Linked DNA regions of Mus musculus: all the other regions are linked to region 4. Evidence: chromatin contacts called from public ChIA-PET and Hi-C data. All regions are on one chromosome and are shown on one strand. Each heading gives the region's core, a stretch centred on a gene start, on an enhancer-like site or on the middle of the called end of the contact. The rest is flanking DNA. Distances are from core to core; before and after follow the strand shown.

Region 1 (5,122 bases), core at 2,199-4,698, 260 kb before region 4:
ATAGCCAGAAGCTGGAAAGAACCCAGATGCCCCTCAACAGAGGAATGGATACAGAAAATGTGGTACATTTACACAATGGAGTACTACTCAGCTATTAAAAAGAATGAATTTATGAAATTCCTAGGCAAATGGATGGACCTGGAGGGCATCATCCTGAGTGAGGTAACACATTCACAAAGGAACTCACACAATATGTACTCACTGATAAGTGGATATTAGCCCAAAACTTAGAATACCCAAGATAAAAGATACAATTTGCTAAATGCATGAAACTCAAGAAGAATGAAGACCAAAGTGTGGAAACTGTGCCCCTTCTTAGAATTGGGAACAAAACACCCATGGAAGGAATTACAGAGACAAAGTTTGGAGCTGTGACAAAAGGATGGACCATCTAGAGACTGCCATATCCAGGGATCCACCCCATAATCAGCTTCCAACGCTGACACCATTGCATACACTAGCAAGATTTTGCTGAAAGGACCCAGATATAGCTGTCTCTTGTGAGACTATGCCGGGGCCTAGCAAACACATAAGTGGATGCTCACAGTCAGCTAGTGGATGGATCACAGGGCTCCCAATGGAGGAGCTAGAGAAAGTACCCAAGGAGCTAAAGGGATCTGCAACCCTATAGGTGGAACAACAATATGAACTAACCAGTACCCCGGAGCTCTTGACTCTAGCTGCATATGTATCAAAAGATGGCCTAGTCGGCCATCACTGGAAAGAGAGGCCCAATGGACATGCAAACTTTATATGCCCCAGTACAGGGGAACGCCAGGGCCAAAAAAATGGGGATGGGCGGGTAGGGAAGTTGGGGGGGAGGGTATGGGGGACTTTTGGGATAGCATTGGAAATGTAATTGAGGAAAATATGTAATAAAAAATATTAAAAATCAAAAAAAAAGAAAAAAAACCCTAAAAGTATATTTCACACAGGATTGGCTGACCCTGACAGAAAACAGCTTGCAGAGCTGTGAAGGGCTATAGGAGACAAGAAGTAAGTCTTCTGTACACATGCCACAGCCTGCCTTTTCCAACAGAACGTTTACATGGAACAATCATTTCTGTTGTCAAAGCCCTCCCTCTTCTACAGGAAGACCAGATACCGTTGCTATATTTTCAATTCTAATTCATTTTCACAAAACCAATCTATCTTCGCTCTTTTCCTCTGAGATGTCCGCTGTGACTGTTCCAGTTAGATGCTGCTTCATTCACCACCCTCACCTTTGCTGACACGGTGCTGGAAGCCCCTTCCCGTGTTTGGGAAGCCCTTCCTTCCTAGGCACACTCAGGGATAAAAGCAAGTGCCAGAATCCAGCCTCCTTCCAGCCAATGTGCGAGTTGTTCCTGAACACCGAGGCCTATGACAGGTAAAAGCAGAAGATACCTGCAGTCTGTTTTGGTGACCAGTAGCAGTATCGGAGCAGCAGGGGCTCTATGGAGTTCTCAGAGGTGGGAATGGCATAGAGCGATGTGCCGGTGTGGAAAGTGGAGCCTGCAGCGACTGCGACCATCTTGGATGGGCCAGTTCTGTAGGGTGAATTGTGCCTCCATAGCTGCCAAGACTGGCTGGCTCTCTGATGCTTCTAGAGAGTCAGTACGCTTCTCTGGGGTCCTTAAAAATAATTCCAAACTTTCCATGGCTGCAAAGACACCCGTATGGCTTATTCTAACATACCATGTTTGTAAGCGTGATGCTGTTATTAAAAACAAAAGATCCATCCTATCCTTGATACAACATTATTATCTAACTGGGCCTGTTAGTTGGATTTCCCTACCAAGGCCCCTTTTATACTTTAAAACCCAACTCAAGATACCTGTTGCTTTCAGTTGCTATTTCTCCTTAGTCATCCCGTCTCTTTCCGTGTTTCAAATAGATGGTGCTGGTCAGTTATTTTGTACAGTGTCCCTTGATCTAGACTTTCTCATCATTGGATTGGAGATAATGGATTTGAGGAGGAAATACCACACAGACCAAGTGCCTGGATTCTATGATGCCGGGTAAATGATACCCACGTGACCTAAGGAGTCACTGTTAACCTTAAGTAGCTGATTAAAGTGCTATTTCCCAGGCCCGACCACTTTGAAGTTATTATTCTTTCAGCCCCATCCCCACCGCCACCCTTGTTTCCCCTCTGAATGTTACAGGGCGTTGCCGAGTCCAGTCCATTTGAGGGAGTGGAGTGAGTTTCTATCTCCTGGAAAGGGACATGCATGGTTTTCGAATTCTCCTGAAAAGAATTCCCATCTCCTCTACTTACTATGCAGTCCTTAGTGTAGCACAAGAAAAGGACATTTGTTGACCAAGGAAAAAGTCACAGCTGCTCTTAGAACATGACATAGTGTGTAATAACCATCATGGCCGGGCCTGAAGAGGTATTAGAAACTAAGACAAGAGCCCACGTGTGAGACACATGAGTGGCTATGGTGGGCTGTCCTCCCCTTTGCCAGAGGGCTGGCTTCTGCCACTAGGGTCTTCATTTTGATTTCCTCCTAGCCTGAAATAGCTGCTGCCTCTGGTGGCCTGGGTGTCTCCATCCTATGCTCCATGGTTCTGTATCACTCAGGGCATCACACAACCATGACTGAAGGTCACCCGGCCCAGATTCTCAAGAGACAGAAACTCCTTTTGTCAGCCCGGACTTTTGCTTCATTCTTCTTGGACCAATTGTCTCCTTGTGCCCATCTGTGTGGCCAGAAGTAGGGTGGAAGTACTTCCTCCTTATCAGGATCCTAGGGAGGAGTCAACTCTGAAAGGAGGGAGGACAGCAGGGTGGCGCTACAGAGTGCTCCTCTTGTGACTTCTCCCTGAGATGAGTCTTGTTCCTAAAATAGCAGCAGAAACTGCATTTGTATCAAAGCTTGCACATGGATTCCTTGCTCCACAAGTTCTAGGCCCTTCTTCATTTTCTAGTGTCTTGACATTGCTTTCTCAAACTCGTAGAGCAGGCAGAGTTAGCCATGGGCTTGTGTCCTCCTTTCCTGTCCTACCTGTTGTCCCCAGAGGCTGTCAAGATCTTCCTCAGAGTACGGCTTTAGGGAGGTGGACCGGGTATGTTTCCAAATTGAAGTTTCTAAGTTAGCTTCCTCTTCAAGATTACATTGAGGGACTCTGAGAAGTTCAGAATTCCCTGACCCAGACCTTCATGAGCATGAACATGGCAGCAGGAAACAAGAAAAGTCCAAATTGGGTAGCATAGCTGAGGCACACTGAATAAGAGAGTTGGTAGAGATGGGAGCAGAACTAGGAAAAGTGAGTATGGCTTGGGGTCATGTGGGCTTGCCACAGCAGTGAGAACAAAGAAAGACCAGCTGTCCTGAGCTAAGCTAGATGCTCACGTGCTGGGAGCTGTGATCTTCATAGCTAGAGGCAGCCAACCCCGGTGAGAAGGAGTGGGAGGAATTGAGGAACTGGTGCCTTCATCGTGCCCTCCCTTCTGCTCCCCTCCAAATACTTTCACTGACTGACTCAGTTCAGAAGTCAGGGGGTGGCTTGCTTCTGATCCAGTCCATTGCAAGCAGCCGCCTGGGGAAGGAGCCAGATGGAGAGTGGGCGTTATGGCTCGAGGTGCGTTCAGCAGGTGTCCGGCACAAGTCAGACAGCAGTGTTGTAGCTGAAGGTCAAGCACTCCCTTCTAACTCCAATCACTGTCTTCTTTTTACTTCCTCACAGTGCAGCCTTCTCATACTGTCTTACCCCGAGCAGCTCCAAGACTCCTTGAGTGTCACAGACAGGAGGAACAGATGATGGTTATAGAAACCGTAAGGGGCCCATTTGGGCCTGCCTTTCACATTGTTTAGGAAAGAAAGACTTGACCCCTTTCTCCTGCCTTTCTTGGGTTTTCTCCCAGGTCTAGAAGCCCAGAGTCCATCTCATCCAATACCTTGTGGCCTTGCTTTTCCGTAGTGAGCTTTGGAGAACAGCTCCTGATGGGCACAGGAAGGTCCCCCACAGTTTTTGAGTACATATGCAATGTGGACAAAACCAGTCTCACTTTGCTTTCTGAATGAGGCTCATTTTTCAGAAAAGTGATTTCTTTGAGGCTGCTGTTACCACGGTCAATTGAAAACGAGGAAGCTGTTCTCAGAAATCTCTCCTGAGCCTTGGAATAGAATTGGAAACCACAGTTCTCCTTCAACTAAAACATTCAGGGAGCTGGCAGAGCTAATCAGGAGGGGTGGGAGAGCAATGGTTTGGGTAAGGGGTGGCAAGTCAGGAGCTGGGCCAGGACAGCGGAACAACAAGGTTCATAGTTTAGAAGAAAGGGAATGCTCTGAGGTTTCCATGGAAATAAAGTACATTTCCACCTGAGCTGCTTGGATGGTAAAATAAGCAGAGGGTTAGACAAGCTGGGAGACAAATGAGCACACAGTATGGGGTCCAGGCAGCGATAGGTTAGCAAGGGCAGAGCAAGACTGGACTCTCCTGCCTAAGAGCAAGTCACTGGAAATAGCCATCACCATCTCTGCTTTAAGAAGAGGAGGTAGGAAGTCGCTCAAAGCTATGGGTAAGACCTGGGTGACACACTCTAGGCTTTCAGCCGGAGTATTCTATTAACCATTTAGTCACCAGTGCAGCTTCAGCTCTGAGGATGAGAATATCCAGTATCTCCCAGGGATGGAGAAATAGCTCAGCTGGTAAAGTGCTTGCGGTGCAAGCTAACTATAATCCCCTGAACCTACATAAAACAAAAGCTACCTATGGTGACTCCCGTGTCAATTCCAGCAGTGTGGAGATAGATGGATTTCTGGGGCTTTCTGGCCAGTCAGCCTAGCTCGATTGCTGACTTCTAGGCCAGAGAGAGAGATTGTCTCAAAGACAATGGGTAGCACTGAGGAACAGTGCCAAGGCTGGGCTCTGGCAGGTCAACATATGTATACAGCTCTGCCCCATACACACATGTGTACCTGAATACATGTAAACACACTCACACACACACGATTCAAATCGATGTAACCTTTCCCTTGTTTCCTGTGAATCCCATCTTCTGTGCTCTAAGCTTGCTTCATGAACCCTAATTTTGTTCCTAGTGAACAGCCCTTCCCAAGTGCAGTGCCCAGGGCTCCTTGGTCCCTGTCCTTCACTGAGCATCTTGCCTCTGGTCCTGCAGGAGAAGATGCAC
Region 2 (5,180 bases), core at 1,996-4,495, 300 kb before region 4:
ACTAACAGTTTAGACATGGTGAGCCCCAGTTATCATTTGGGGAGTATTTTGAGCCAGGGTAGCAAACTGGTTAATCGGCTGTTCATTCCTGTGAACTCTTACGAGCAAAGATAGGGCTCGTGTACTTGGATAACCCATCTGTATGCATATGAGGGGAAAGAGTCTTCCTGGCCAAGGAATATTCCAGAACAAATATAATCAATCTGAAGTAAGCCTGGCATGAAAACCCCAGAGCGGTGGGTGGGAGGAAAAGAATAATAAATATTAGCTCCGTGTTGAGAGTTGATTTCTGAGCATAAGGATCCCTCAGCATGACGCAGGTTTGTTCTTTTGGTTTCCAGAGATACTAGTAGGTGGCAGCCAGCATTTCTGAGCCACACCCCTCCATCCCTCACGAGTCAGGCGCAGCTATAAATGTACCACTTAACTGATGAAATGATTCCTCATTTAATCCTTTTCATGATTCTTGTAATCAAAGGAGGGTTGCAATAAATATTTGAGGCAAGGAAAATTTAAGGCACTTGACAAATGACAAAGTTAGCAAAAGTAGGATTTGAGCCTGGGTGGTCTGAGCTCAGAGTCCACACCTGCTACCCATAGTGGGAATGATCAGGAGGTTATAGGTCCTATGGTACCAAAACAATATTTTAAAATCATGTTAAGTGAAATAGAATGTGTAATACCAAATTATCTTGTGTCTAACACACACACATACACACCCCACATGGACAGTATGTAAAATGTGTTAATTACTTTGGCTAATTGAAAGGCACTGCAAGCCATGAAACTAACAAAGCTAGATGTTTATATATATGGAAAAATGCCCCCTCCATTACTCTTACTGTTTCTGGAAATGTGTGGTCTGTCTGTAATATGTACATGGGCATTTGTGAGGGTGTACACTTGTATATAGAATTCTGTATGAAGTTCAGCATTGGGTATTCTTCATCCACATATCCTCCACCTCTTTTTTTTTTTTTTTTTTTTTTTGGGCAGTCTTTCACTGACCTGAAGCTCACACTTGGTCTAGCCTGTCTCCCTGGCCAGGCTAGGGAGCCTATAAACTAGGAATTCCTTTGTCTTTCCCCCTCCGATGTTGGGATTACAGGCACATGCCAGACAAACTTGGCTTTGTATGTGGGTGCTGGAGATTGTCGAAGTCCTCCAGCTTGTGTGGCATGCACTTCACTGACTGAGCCATTGTCTCTCCCGGAAACATGACCTTTTATGAGTTGAGTCAAGTTCTAGGAGTTCATCTGTTGAAAGTGCTAAATCCTGAACTCCCAGAAACTGATACCATAGGGTGATAATGAAGCCACTAGGTACCTGCTATAATAACTGCACCCTCCGCACCTAATACTGCCAGAGTTCTTTACTACATTAAGAGTCGTCTCACTTCCAGGCAGGGAAGTCTGCTTGTTGTCCTCATCTTTGAAGTCTCCTAATGACTGTTCAATGTCCTAGCTCTGCCAGACTAATTAACCCCGCCTGCTCATTGCCCGTTCACACAGGCTTGCCCTTCCCAGCTAGAAAGTAGGCTGGGATGGGGAACAGTACGTATCTGCTTTCAAACCTGGCCATCTCACTTTATGGATTGTGGTGGTCATTCAAAGTCATGGTCATGATGGAAGAAAAATAACAAATGACAAGGATTTAAACATTGGAAGTAAAGGGGGTAAAGTTGAGGGGACACACACACATACACACACACAAACACACACACTGAGAGAGAGAGAGAGAGAGAGAGAGAGAGAGAGAGAGAGAGAGAGATTGCCTAAAGGTCTTCGAACAATGTAGTCTTGTGCATTGAAATTTTGAAGCACAATGATAATATCTATTATCAATCTCAACTTAATTTCAAATAGAAAAAGAGCCAAGCAGCAGCCAGGAATTAGCCTTCGTCTCTTAGAAAGTCTGCTCTAGGCAGTTCACAGGATCCAAGATATGCTATTAGTTTCTGCCCCCAGTTATCTTTGTTTTCAAGCTATTTCTCCCTTTCCCACCAGAGTGGCTGGCAATGATGGCAAATTAGCATGGAACAGCTAAGCGCATTGACCACACTGCAGGGAGTGTCATGAATCAACTCCCAATAATATTAAAGGATTATCAGGTCTGTCCATTTTTCTGGATGTGAATGTGGACAGCATATGCACTTAGTTAAAGCCACGGCTAACTGAGCACACTGTCTAGTAGCAGATGTGTGGGTAGTTCCTCTCAAATGTAGGGATCATTTCTGACAGCAGCATTTCTTCTCTTTATTTCAGAGCAATTGGTTGATGAAGATAATGACCACTTTCTGGTCACACGGTAGCTAATACTGCTGAAATGTTTATTCTGTGCCTGGTATTGGGCTCAGCCTGTGACACAAGCCTTCAACAACTCTGTAGGGTATCGTTTTTATTTGAAAAAAGGGGAAAACTATAGCACAGGAGACTCTTGGCTAAGATTGCAAGAGAGACAGACTGGCTGACAGACAGACAGAGCCTCGGGGATATAGCAGAGTTAAGGTGTGAACTTGTGATCACAATGAAGCACTACTGCTTTCTCCTGCACAGTTACAGTATAGGAACCCAAGAACCTGGAGGAAGTATGAGCTTCCCACAGAGTTAAGGGTAGGGGTGAAGTAAAGGGCTGGGGTGTGGCTTGGAGGTAAGCTACTTCTATAATGAGCATGGTCTGGGCTGGAGAGACTAGTGGTGGGATGTGTGATATGGGCAGTAGATATGACTAGCCCAAATAACAACATTAAGCAGAGAGAGAATCTGGGACAGAGGCAAAATGTGACTTCCACAAGGCCTTCAGATTTATGGGTTTTTAAAATCACATTGATTTATTTGGGATATACGGTAAAGGGACCACACACACACACACACACACACACACACACACCATACACAAGTATTGATGTCAGAAGACAACTTGCAAAGAGTTGGTTTCCCCTTCGACTATGCAGGTCCCAGGGGCACACTCAGACCCTCAGGTTGGTAGCAGGTACCTTTTCCTGACCCAGATTTCATGTTCTCTCCAATCTGCATTTTATTAAAGCTTTCAGGTGACCTTATATGGCTTTCTTCCTCCCAGTCTTGCCAGGGCCTGTAGATAGCAAGGGTGTCCACCCCAGTCTGCTTTGGAGAAGAGCGTGGGAGAGGTGGGAATTGATCCTGGTGGCATGGTGGACTCTGGTTGGGGATTCAGAGCAGAGTCTAAGCATTGCCTTCTCTGGTGTAGGGTTTCAAGTGAGGCCTTTCTCCTGCAGGAACAAGACACATCCTTAAACTGCAGGGCTGGCGGGCGGGCCCATCTCTAAGGGAATTGGGGGCCATGAATGGGGTCATTTATTTGTGCTCTGACAAAGCAGATTCAGAGTTATGCTATCCCTAGTGACTCCTTTGTATTCTGCTCTGAAATCCATCCTTCTTTTTTTGTTGTTGTCGTTCGATTTTTAAAATTACTTTATTAGATATTTTCTTCACTTACATTTCAAATCCATTCTTAAGAGTGCTTTTGAGTTTAAGTGGTGTTTTACACAGGCCACATAAAATTCTGGCCACGAGGGGGCTTCATTTTCCCATTTTTCAAAAAAGACCTGTAATATAATACTATAATGCTTTGCCTTGTTTTTACTTTAAAGATAGGCTTGGCTTGGCTTTGTATGGTGCTGGGGATTGAACCCAGGACCCAGTGTGTGCAAATCAAGGACTGTCCCTTGGAGATACACCCCCCACACACACTTATTTGTTTTTGGCAATTATTTAGAATAACTAGAAGGAGCTTTGCAAACCAGGTGCAGTGGAAGCGTGGAGGCTGTAAAAGTCAGTGGCCTTCCAGAATGCCACACAGCAGGGCAGCTCATCAGAGTACTCTATACAACTCCCCTGAAACCTGATCCAAAGGCCAGAGTCTTTAAATGTTGATAGCACAACTATGATGACATTGGGTAGACACAGTTGGTAACTCAGGAGGTCAGCCTCTCTTCCTCTAACAAGCAGAGGTGAATTTTCGTGTACTACCCCCAGGGGCAAGTGCGGCTTGTCCTCAGGGCAAGTGTGGCTTGTCCTCAGGGCAAGTGTGGTTTGTCCTCAGACACTTGCTTATTGAACCTTACATAACTTTCAAATCTGGCTTCAAGGTTGAGCTCATTGCTGTCCCTCTCTCCACATATCTGAAGTTACTGTGACCCAATGCTGGGCTCTAAACTAGAGCTTCCCTTGAAGCAATGGGACTGCTAATTGAGCTAGTGACAGGTTCCCCATTTGTTTTAGAAGGTGGTATATTCCAGAGGTGACAGGGGAAAGCAGTGTTTGGCCTTAGAGGAACTACAGTGGAAAAATAACTCTTCTAAGCTCCTGATTGGGAAAAAATAATCAGGGTCTACAAGTTACAGGAAGGAAAATGACAGCACATTCTCAAGTTAATTTTCATTCCTGAAGAAATAAAAATAAGCTACAGGGAATGATTTAAAAATGTAAAGCCTGAAACTGGCAGTCATGGTACTGTTAAACAGGCCCACGTATATATTTTATAGAAACCGTGGCTTTTCCACAAGTTAAATTAAGCCTACGTCCTTGTAATCTGAGCACACTGTTAATTTTGTATTTCCAGTAGACACTGAAAAGCTATTGTCCTTAGACTGAGAGAGAAACAGTCAGAAATTAAGTTGTTAACAGGTAAATGCCCCCTCCCATGATGGGTAATGTGAAGTAAAGCAATATATGCAGTGTGTGATAGGAAATAGCCTTCATGATGTTAATGGAACTGGGCTGGCTTTAGTATAGTGTTAAAGTAGAGTAGTGTTAAAGAACAATACACTCAATGGCTTGAGAAGATGGCCTACTGATTAGGACACTTTCGGCTCTTGCAGGCTGCAGTTTGCCTTCCAGCATCCACATTGCAGAGTTCAAGACTACCTATAACTCTAGCTTCAGGGGATCAGATTCCCTCTGCTGGCTCCCCAGGGCACCTGCACACATATGTGTATGCATAGACATGCATACATACAAATAAAGTAAATCTAATATTTTTGGAAGTTACATTTGGGCTGAGTGTGTATCTTTGGTGATACACACACAGAAGAACCTAGCTTGCCACATAGTACCATAACACAACAGCCAGATATGGTCTTATCCTCAGAGCCAAATCTTGTGAAGAAAATGGGCTACCCAAAGCTAGTATTTACTAAA
Region 3 (5,045 bases), core at 693-3,192, 440 kb before region 4:
GGATTCCGCACTGGCTGTGCCCTAGACTACAGGAGTCAGTCCTCAGCTCCCATCACATTAGGGAAGGTTACCGTCTCCCAAGAGCAGATTGCTGCCTTGGTGGGTTGTGCTGGATTTGAGGTATTGACAGATGGTCTTACCCTGTGTCATCTCTTCTCACATCATGGAAGTTGCTGGAAGGCTCTGAAGTCCCAACTCTAGTTCTCGTTGGCTTCTGTACACTGCTTTCGATGGGTCCTGGGGTAATGGTCTGTCTTCTCAGCCAACCCTGACTTGTCATATCTGGTCTGTATGGGGTATACTGTCCTTTACACTAGTTTAACTGAAGCTCTGAGAAGTAAAGATGGGGACAAGACACAGAGAGTTCTCTCTTCTTCAACCTGTTCTCTACAGTCTCATTGACCATCTTGCAGGTCAGTTCATGAGGCCTCGCCCACTGAACGTTACTCCCCTTCATTACATGGACGGCAACAAGTGAGACAAACGTTGAAAGTTACAACCAACTTATTTGACAGCAATGTCATATTTAATTAGATCTCTGTGGGCAGATGTTATCATGGAACAAACAAACAGAAGAAGCAAGCAGACATGCCCACGAGACACATAGTTGTGTAACTACACTTGACTAGATTAGTTCCTTATTTGTGGTGCTCAGTGATGTCTGTATTTATTTCTGTATGCTTTGGAAACTGTTCAGCTGTGTCTTTCATCCCTCCCTCCTAAGGAGGGCTTTGACTTTCATTCATTTTGTTTGGGGGAAGGTATTATAAAATGGGGCTCTTTGCTATGCTACTGAAATCCCCATTGTCTGAAATCCAAGTGGCTATAGCAACTAAGTCTCCGGTTGAACCTTCTTCTTGACTCAATCCTTGAAAAATTAGTTGGGACAGATTAGAGAAAGCCCCGTGAAATGAGCCTTTTCGTTTCTGAGGGGCAGTGAGCTGGAAGACTCATCCGTCCTTTGATCCCCGGTGACTTCTCTGATCCTGTGAATCTGTGTGACTCATCTCACCCAAGCTCTTGTTATTTCACTCCCTTGGAAACTGTTGGGGGTGTTATAAATAAAGCCCACTCCCGGCCTTCAGGATCTCAGCTGGCTTCTGTAGTCTCCCCAACCCCCAGGCCCTGGGCCGATATTGAAGCTTCCATATATATACACGGCTGAGTCTATTAAAATAAACCATTACTGTGGTTTGAGATAACACTGAGTTTGTATTGTGTGGACTGAGCTCTATCCACCCTCTCCTACCCCCAGCAAACTTACTCTAAAGGTTTAGTGGATAAGGACATGGCCTGAACATCTGTCACCCCAAGGACCTTCTTTGCTTCCTCTTTGTCTGGCAATGTCCATTCACTTTGGTGCCGTAAGGACACCAAGAATCATGGGCTTATAAGGAACCAGAAGAGCAGGGAAGTCTCTTTGAGTCCTAGCCAGAGCCCACATTTGTCATCAATATATTTTGAGTGATTACTACGTGCCAGGCACTGAGCTGTGAGATCAACTCGAGGAAGCAGGTGCGCTCATGTGTCCCTTTGTGCATCTGGGAGATCTAGGCTCAGATACAAACAGTACCATTAACAACTGTGCGTTCAGGCTTCACACTTGAGTAGTCTTGGCTCCAAGGCATATATTTTGTATTGGTGGATCAAATCAGTTGTTTCTGTTTCACTTTCATTTCAGACAGAGGAGTGAGTGACAGTCTTGGTGCAGTGGGGAGGGAGAGTAAGGATAGACAGATAGTGTGTCAGTTTTCAGGGACGTGCAGTAAAATGGCACTGCAGTGGCCTTCAGCATGTTGGTTTGAAAAGAGATGGAGGAAGAGAACATTCCTGTGAACTGTGCTGCTGCGAGAAAGTTGAGGTGCCAACAGCTCTTCCACTCACTGTCACACGGAAGGCTGTGGTTTTCATGCAACCCTCTGACAGTTGCCTATTTTTCCCCCCGTAAAGGCTATACTATATCATCATGACTTTCTTGGGGTCTGAGCCAAGCATTTCAAGGACTGCGATACTGAACACAGAAGTGGCTTCTCTTAGTGGAAGGGAAGGAACCTGCCACGTAGGGGCTGTGGAAGGTGAGGAGAGATGCCAGGCAAGGCTGGGTGAGGGATGAAATCTGGCCTGGAAGAAATCATTGGTTTCAGTGAAACATGAAGGCATTGAATGGACAGCCAGAAGAGGGACTCATGAAACCCAGCCACCTTGATGTTGGATTTCCAGCCTCCAGAACTGTGTGATAGGAAGGTTTGCACATAAAACCCACTCTGTAGCACTTTATTATAGGCTCCAAACTGGCTGAAACTCTGACTCACTGACTCACAATATGTCCTAATTGTTGTCGATGGAGACAAATCTTACCCTGCCAGTGTTCTTACACTGTATTTATAAGTGCTGTGTAACTCCCATAGAGCAAGATTAAGAAAAAGTTAGGAGCTTTAGAAAATATTTACTTTAGATATAAATGATTTTTATTCATCAATGGTTTTACTTAAAAGTAAATTATATATATTTAAAGATAAATGTTAAAGTTTCAAGTTATCAATTAAAAAACCAACCCACCAACCAACCAACAAATAAACAAACAAAAGCTCTGGCTGCTTTGTTAGTTGAGTCCCTGAGTTTTTTCTTAAGCCATATTCGTATAAATTGAATATACTCTAGCTGGGGTAATTTAGGGATTGAATATTGCTGAGGACGTCGTGGGTTCAGTTTTTTTCCCTTCCTGTAACCTCAGGTACTAAAGGTTTTTATTATCTGCTTACTCTAACTGCCTTCATTGTGGGAATGTACTTGATACTCTGAAGTCTTCAGTTCTCTTTATTGAGTGTGAATGGCTGACAGGCTCTCAGTACTCCCGCAACAGACACCCCCCACCCATTCTTCCCTTCTCCTCTGAGAAAGAGACCACACCCTCGTGAGTATCCTCCCTCCCCCTCCCTCTGCCCCTCCCCCTCCCTCTGCCCCTCCCCCTCCCTCTGCCCCTCCCCCTCCCTCTGCCCCCTCCCTCTGCCCCTCCCCCTCCCTCTGCCCCTCCCCCAGCACATGAAGTCACTGCAAGATGAGCTGCATCCGCTCCCTTAGGGGCCAGGACAAGGCAGCACAGTTGGGGGAATGGTATCCGCAGACAGGCAAACAGATTTAGGGACAGCTCTCACTCCAGCTGTTGGGGGACCCCATATGAAGGCAGAGCTGCACATCTGCTACATATGTGAGGGTTGGGGGGCAGGGCAGCTAGGTCTGACCCATGCTCACTCTTTGGTTAGTGGTTCAGTCTCTGTGAGCCACCAAGGGTCAGGTTAGTCGACTCTGTGGAGTCCCTGTCTTCTTCAGGTCCCTCAGTAGTCCTCCTAACTCTTCCACAGACTCCCAGAGCTCCAACTAATATTTGGCTGTGAGTCCTTGTATCTGTTTCCATTGGCTGCTGGGTGGAGCCTTTCAGAGGACAGTTAGCTAGGCTCCTGTCTGGAGCATAGCAGAGTATTATTAATAGTATCAGGGATTGGTTCTGGCCCTTGGGATGAGTCTCAGTTTGGGGAAGTCATTAGTTGACCATTCCCTGTGTCTTTATTCTATCTTTGTCTCTGCACATCTTGTAGGCAGGACACATTTTGAGTCAAAAGTTTTGTGGGTGGTTTGCTATCCTTATTCCTCCACTGGGACTCCTGACTGGCGACAGGAGGTAGCCACTTTAAGAACCATATCTCCCACTGCTAGGAGTCTCAGCTAGAGTTGCCCCCATAGACATCCTGGAGCCTCTTTTCCAGGTCTCTGGCTTGTCCTAGAGATGCACCCCCACACACCGATTTCCATTCTCTCCCCACTGTTCTCCCTACACCTGATCCCCCCACCTGCCCAACTCCTCTCCCTCTCCTTTCTTCCATCCAGTTCCCTCCCTCCTTCCACCTCCAATAACTGTTGAATTTCCCCCTTTGAAAAAGATTCAACCACCCTCCCTTGGAGGTATTCTGTCTTTTAAGGAGAAAGAAGTTGGAATTATTTCTGGTCAGAGATGGATCCAATGGACAACTTTGATGCGTTGAGCCCCTCCCGCTTATCCCCCTTTCAAACAGCATTACTCAGTGGCTTTCTCTTCAGCCTCTTTATAGTTCCCTTCAGGTATTCCCTGGCAGGGTCAGGTACCCTACATTTGGGGGGGGGGGGGTTGGGTATAGAAAATGGTGGTAACCTTAAGGTTTTGTCATGTTAAATTAAAAAGATAAAGCATTAATATTGAAAAACAGCGAGTGTCAGCACTCAACGAGGCAACCGTGTGCAGAAATGGCTGGCCTCCTTCAGACCAGCTTTCCAAGCTAGACCACATAGAAGTCTGATTTGCCACCTTGAGGACTATTGGATCCCATTCACTCCCAAGACCACTGTTTAGTGTTTCATTCAGCGAGTACTTCCTAAATATATTTACAGAGGAAGGCAGGCTCAGCATGCTGTCTGGGGAACGGCAGTGTGGACTCAGGCTCCTGGTCTACTGAGAGAGACATAAATGGCATTTGTGTGCGTGCTTTGGAACCGAAAATGGGCTATTAAAGTCGAGTTTTACAGCACATGCGTCTTAACCCCGAAATTCCTCAAGTCAGATCAAGTTAGGATGATGGTTTTCAGGCAGCTTGCAAGAGTAAGGTCTTGGATTTCACAATGTAACGCTCTAGAAGGAGATTAAAGATAACATGGAATGCCTTTTACTACTAAGCAAGCCAGTAACTACTGGATTTCATTGAACCTAAGATGTGTGTTGTTTATCTGTGTGTCTGTTTGATGAAGAAAAATATTCACTCAACTGCACCCTAACACAATACTTTTATATTGCTGGATCTTAAAACAACCAAACAAACAAACAAACAAATGCTGTTTGTCTTATTAGGACATAGATTTTCTTCTATTATTTACATGATACTTGTAATCTCATAAGAAGAAACATAAATTTAGCAACAGTTCAAACATTCCTGAGATGACTAATATTCATACCGAGCCTTCTGAATTAATGTCTCTATTTATTTTTAAGTAGACGATCTCCTGGCTACAGGGTCAGA
Region 4 (5,132 bases), core at 496-2,995:
GGATGCTGCCCATTTCCAGTCTTCCCGCAACAGTCCCAGGATCTGGATCCCTTGAAGGTCTCTTTGTTGGTCATTTTGTTGACTCTTATCCGTGGCTTTATTTCTCAGCTACCGTAGGGAAGCTCAGACTTCCAGTAATCGAATCTGCTGAAACAACTAATAATAAGCAACTAATAATAAGACAAGGCATACGCGTTCCCTAACTGAAGCAGACCACGGTGGAATATACCTGTCATCTCAGCTACTGGGAGGCTAAAGCAAGAGAATCTTGGGTGTGAAGCCAGCCTGAGCAACAGAGCCAGACCCAGTCTCAAACAAAACAAAATGCTTAACCTGTGCATACACACAAGCACCATATAAAATACGGAACTTAGGGAGGAGCCCGGAGGTTGCTTAGACCCCCCCACCCTCACCCCGGAGTTGCTGCTAGCCTCTAGGCTGCCATGCTCATCTCAGGCTTGCTGTCTGCTCTCACCGCCTGCTCAAGAGAGCATGTGCATTACATCATTCAAGTGGCATAATGATTTCTGCTTTCCTGGCTAAAACCTGACTGGCGCAAATATCTCCTCAAAGCCATAGTCGCAGTGTTTATACAAGGCAAATTCTACATGACTGACACAGCACAGGCTGGGTGGGGCATTCTGTGAAGTACGCCTGTCTTTAAAAGAGGCTCTGAAAAGTCTCTTGTCTTTTCTGATTTCTTCTTATCACCAAGCATCTCCAGAGTATCTCTTGTCTGCTGCCTTTCTCGGCTATCTACTGCGTGCCTGCCGAGTTAGCCCTTTCAAAAGCTCGCCTTGCTGTGAGCTCAGAGTTTCCTACCATGGGAGGCATCTGAACACGGCTCAGCTATATCCTGACCTCAGGGTATCCGAGGGCTACAGGGGGTCAGCTGGGTGGTGTGCTCCTCTAGAAACCTGAAAAGGGAAGCCAGCACCTGCTTCTGAACTCCTTCCGTGTTGTCAGAATTTATCCCTTAAGGTTAGGACACCAAGGTCCCTGTTTTCCTGCTGGCTGTTGGTTTGGGACCCTTATCCTCTTGAAGTTCCTTGCTCTACGGCATTCCCATAACACAGTATCTTCAAAGCTAGCAAGGGACCCTTTCCATCCAGTCAAGACAGTCTTTTATAACAAAATATGGTCATCAGGGTGACATCTGATCATGTTTGCCATTGTTTTACAGTTTAGAAGCAAGTCACAGTTTCTACCAATACCCAGGGGACAAGATTATACAAGGATATAGATCAGTGGGGTTGCTTTATTGTGTCTACCACATCACCTTCAGGGTGACCAGACAGCCGTTCAATGTACAAAGCGACACACCCAAGCGTTGCTGATTCTTTTCAAGATAATCTGAGAGGGGAAGATTAGGATTTAAAAACAAAAAGAGCAACGAGTCTTGCTAGAAGTATTAATAGAATGTTCCAGGCTGAAGCAGGATGGAGGCACGTAGAAACCCGGGGCAGGCATGGGAGGAGCCCTCCCTTGAAGGCACAATCAGTCAGAGGCAAGTGTACTGTACACAGAGGGCCTATCGAACGATCGGGAGGATTGGAACCATGAAGGGGGCACCAACTACGCACACTCGATGTATAAAAGCAAGTGTTCCCGTTTTATAACATGTGGTCTTTGCTCTTCACCCTGCCTCCCTCCATCTGCTTCACCATCGCGGCGGGTTTCCAGGGAAACTTCTGTCCCGGAAGGTGGAGAGCGAGCGCGTGAGGAGGACATTCAGCAGCCACTTCCTGTTTCACAGCACACAACAGTGTGGTCAGGGCAGAAGCCACGTTTGGTTTCTTCTCTACAGTGCTCTAAAGTTTCTTGTTAAACTTCCTAGCTGTATCCAAGTTCTCCCACTCTGTCCCCTTTGAAGTGGCTGGGGACTCTGAAATTGGGCAGACCTGTTAAATCCACAGCACCGGGAGGACCTTATTCCTGCCCCAGCTGCGGTTCCTTTTGTGCCTCTTCCACAGCCCCCCATCCAGGGAGTTTTATACCTTGTAGTTTCAGCTTTCCAATACCGATGAAACCTCTGAATCATGGCTCCAGTCTTGGTTGGAAATAAAGGACGAAAGAATGTATAGCTACTTTTTTAGCCACGCCCCTTCCCATGAGTGGCCTCGCCAAGGTCAAGTTCTAGTTTCAGTCTAGTGTCCCTTCATGTTTCTCGGGAGACAGGGCGGCAATGAAGTCTGCCTTGAAATAAATCAGCGGCGAACACAGACTCATGATAGTCTGACAGTCCTTTTCTTTATACCAAGTTCCTGGTTGGTTTTGTTTGGGCAGTTTTGTTTTGAGATAAAGCCACACTGTAGTTCAAAGTGACTCCAAGCTCACAAGCATCCTTCCTGCCTTTACCTCTCCCTAATAGGCTAGTTCTTTGATGGCGAAATGAGCCTATTCAAACCAGATTAGGTCATATTAAATACAAGTTTATCCGGAAGCTGCTCTCAGGTGAGTTCGCTGGCCCCAAGGACTGAGGCCTGGGAAGTCATCATGGGGTGGAGTATGGGGGGAGAAAGGGCCTGGGCACAGAGAGGGAGAGAGGGATGGGAGAGAGAGACAGAGAGAGAGAGACACGGAGAGACAGAGGGAGAGACAGGCAGAGAGAGGGATGGGGAGAGGGAGGGGGAGAGGGGGGGAGAGGGAGGGGGGGGGAGAGGGAGGGGGAGAGGGAGGGAGAGAGGGAGAGCCCCCAAAATGTCTGGATCATAAAGCAAACGCCTTTAGAGGAAGGTAACTTTGAGGGTTGAGAGACCCTGGAGGCCTGCTTTGATGTATAAAATATGCACCTCAGTTCCTTGTTCCAAGGTCTGAAACCAAACACTCTCCCATTAGGATTACGTGCCTGTGCCATCATTGTACCTGGCTTAGCGTGCCTAGCTTTTCCAGCCATCCCTGTCCCCTACCTTCCCTTGGTAGCCTAAGCCAGTCTAAGCCTTCATTGTGGTCAGTTGTCTGTTCATTGGCTCATTCCACAAAAGATCCCACCAGCCCCTCCCCCTCTTCCGACAGAGAAATTGCAAAACAGGATGGTGTGACTAGAATAGACTCTGGGGGTCTGATTGCCTGGGTTCAAGCCCAGCTATCTCTGTGTCTCACTGGCTTTCTCATTGTGCTAATTATGTTTCTTATTGCTGTGATCAGAAATATGGCAAATGCCACTTTAGGGATGAACGTTTTTATTCTGGCCTACGGTGTGAGGGGACGCAGTTCACCACGGCAGAGAACACATGGTAACAGGACCATGAGGCGGCTGGTCACACAGCATCCACTGCTCCTCAGATTGCTGTCTCCTATTTTTATGTTTTTCAATCTGAGACCCCAGGCCATGGACTAGTGCTAGCCATAGTTAGAGTGCATTGTCCCACCTCAGTTTAAGCCAATCTAAAAACTCCCTCAAGAGTGTGCCCAGAGACTTGTCTGCAAGGTGATTGTACAAGGTTGTCACTACCAGACATCAGGTGACATTGGGCAAATGGCTGCTTTCTGTGTTTCAACAGCATCAGTTGCAGAATGGAGGATACAGGGTTGTTTTAAAGAGTGAGTATACACACACTCACACAAACATACACACACACACACACACAGCTGTGCTTATAGCATTCTTGGCAATTAGGCTGCACAACTAGAAAAAAAACCAGATGTTGAAAAATGTTCATCAATTTCACTACCATAGCTTAGTCATGACATCATACCTCATCCAATGTGATTAGGAGTTACTCATTTTGACCAATGTTTTATATCTTATTACAATTATATACTAATATAAATTGTTCTGATATTAGGAAACAATCTGTTTCCAAAAATAATTTTCCCCTCCTTTTACCTAGCCAAATTCTATTGCATGCTTCAAAAACAGCTCTGGAGCCCTTTTCTGTCACTCTGGCCAACACCAAAGTCTTCTTTCTAAAAAATATTGGTGCGGTAGATCCACACTATACAAGTTTACACGGCACAAGGTCCACACTGTGCAAGCAGCTACTGTAGGTTTGCATGTCCGATTGGAGTCTCCAAGGGTCTCCTCTGTAGCTGGCTCTCCACTTCTCAGGCTGAGTTCTGGCCAGGTAGAGAACCCAAGTACATCACTAATGGGTGGAACCCAAGCCACTCTCCTTATTACTGACACAGCACACGGGTCGGCCTGCTACAGAGTGAGGGAAAAAGGCAGCCCAGCACCACTGGAAAAGGTTTTGTTCCATCTTCGATTCATGAGATGCACTCAAAGTCTGTCCCAAAGTAGTTGGGAAACACTATCAGTTCCAGCTGAAATGACTATGACTCGTGTGTGTGTGTGTGTGTGTGTGCGTGTGTGTGTGTGTGTGTGTGTGTGTGTGTGTGTGTGTGTGTGTGTGTAAAAAAAACCAATCATTTGTGGAAAACTAATCACAATGGCTCATGTTCGTTTGGCAAAAAAAAAAGTGTTTGTGACTTGTATTCACCATTTATGTAAATGTTTACCTAACGAAAGGATAGGAAATCTTTCTTGTACGTCACTAATGTATGGGATAATGTAAAGGTATTAAAACCCTATTGAGACACTAATATTTGGTTTCATAACTTTATGTTGCATTCCTGTCATTAATTTCACTCTGAATGCCAGGCGGGAAATTGTTTTATCTGTTGCCCACTAGAGGGCACTATATATTCTCTTATCTTTTAACCAAGCCCGGAGTTTGCCGGTTCAGGTGGGTCTGCTGCTTCCTTTAGCTTTAGCTCATCATACCTAAAGCATCCCAAGGCGAAGATTTCTGATTAATCTCCTGGATGTTCTGTATTTGAGGTGACTGTCACTGAATCTGGGGCTTACGATCGCTCCAGTTCTTGGTCTGAACTACTCTCAGTTTGCAGGTGTAGCAGCACAGTGAAAGGTCCCTTCCTCTGCGTGTCACAGCTGCGGAGCTAGGTCAGGATGTGGAAAAGAAAAGGGCCAATCTTAACGGTGCCACTTCCCTAATTTCCTGGCTCAGGAAATGCTCATGGGAGTTTTGTTACTTCACAGGCCATCTGAAGGTTCACTTTAATGATGGTCAGTCAAGGGGACACGTAACATCAACAACACTAAATGTCGTTTTTAGCTAAGTAGATTCTAGAAAGATGGCTGTCAGGGATTGTCTAGTAACCCAATTTGT

Evidence for each region. Hi-C and Micro-C count contacts between places; a contact is called where the count stands out from the background. ChIA-PET counts read pairs in DNA pulled down with a chosen protein or histone mark.
Region 1: a Hi-C map of bone marrow-derived macrophages shows a contact between it and region 4, with 25 read pairs. The contact joins two enhancer-like sites. A contact is called at or near these places in 2 of 484 Hi-C or Micro-C datasets (bone marrow-derived macrophages and muscle stem cells), 2 of 115 datasets of contacts at active chromatin or transcription factors (bone marrow-derived macrophages and microglia) and 1 of 9 other capture datasets (adipose tissue).
Region 2: a contact with region 4 is called in a Hi-C map of bone marrow-derived macrophages, with 32 read pairs. The contact joins two enhancer-like sites. A contact is called at or near these places in 3 of 15 datasets of contacts at CTCF or cohesin (hippocampal excitatory neurons, pro-B cells and stem cell-derived epiblast-like cells), 118 of 484 Hi-C or Micro-C datasets (the 4T1 cell line, B cells, the C2C12 cell line and 67 more), 13 of 115 datasets of contacts at active chromatin or transcription factors (CD8 T cells, the HPC-7 cell line, acute myeloid leukemia and 7 more) and 5 of 9 other capture datasets (adipose tissue, bone marrow-derived macrophages, embryonic stem cells and 2 more).
Region 3: an RNA polymerase II ChIA-PET map of memory CD8 T cells shows a contact between it and region 4, with 5 read pairs. The contact joins two enhancer-like sites. A contact is called at or near these places in 1 of 39 promoter capture datasets (cranial neural crest), 1 of 484 Hi-C or Micro-C datasets (CD4 T cells) and 2 of 115 datasets of contacts at active chromatin or transcription factors (embryonic stem cells and memory CD8 T cells).

What each region holds. Positions count from the first base shown.
Region 1 is chr13:113,375,728-113,380,849 of GRCm38.p6, forward strand. No RefSeq gene overlaps it. Among named protein-coding and RNA genes, the nearest start is that of Gm41070, 14 kb to the left of the region's middle. Within about 2 kb of position 3,449, at least 65 of the 459 cell types and tissues checked have an H3K27ac peak or open chromatin away from gene starts, as enhancers often do. A contact at or near this core is called in adipose tissue, bone marrow-derived macrophages and microglia, where this site is marked.
Region 2 is chr13:113,333,811-113,338,990 of GRCm38.p6, forward strand. The region is part of intron 5 of Cspg4b (chondroitin sulfate proteoglycan 4B); the gene reads left to right. Among named protein-coding and RNA genes, the nearest start is that of Gm41070, 28 kb to the right of the region's middle. Within about 2 kb of position 3,246, at least 21 of the 459 cell types and tissues checked have an H3K27ac peak or open chromatin away from gene starts, as enhancers often do. A contact at or near this core is called in adipose tissue, bone marrow-derived macrophages and microglia, where this site is marked.
Region 3 is chr13:113,196,394-113,201,438 of GRCm38.p6, forward strand. The region is part of intron 2 of Gm41069 (a long non-coding RNA gene); the gene reads right to left. Among named protein-coding and RNA genes, the nearest start is that of Esm1, 11 kb to the right of the region's middle. Within about 2 kb of position 1,943, at least 58 of the 459 cell types and tissues checked have an H3K27ac peak or open chromatin away from gene starts, as enhancers often do. A contact at or near this core is called in memory CD8 T cells, where this site is marked.
Region 4 is chr13:113,634,421-113,639,552 of GRCm38.p6, forward strand. No RefSeq gene overlaps it. Among named protein-coding and RNA genes, the nearest start is that of Snx18, 18 kb to the left of the region's middle. Within about 2 kb of position 1,746, at least 92 of the 459 cell types and tissues checked have an H3K27ac peak or open chromatin away from gene starts, as enhancers often do. A contact at or near this core is called in adipose tissue, bone marrow-derived macrophages, memory CD8 T cells and 1 more, where this site is marked.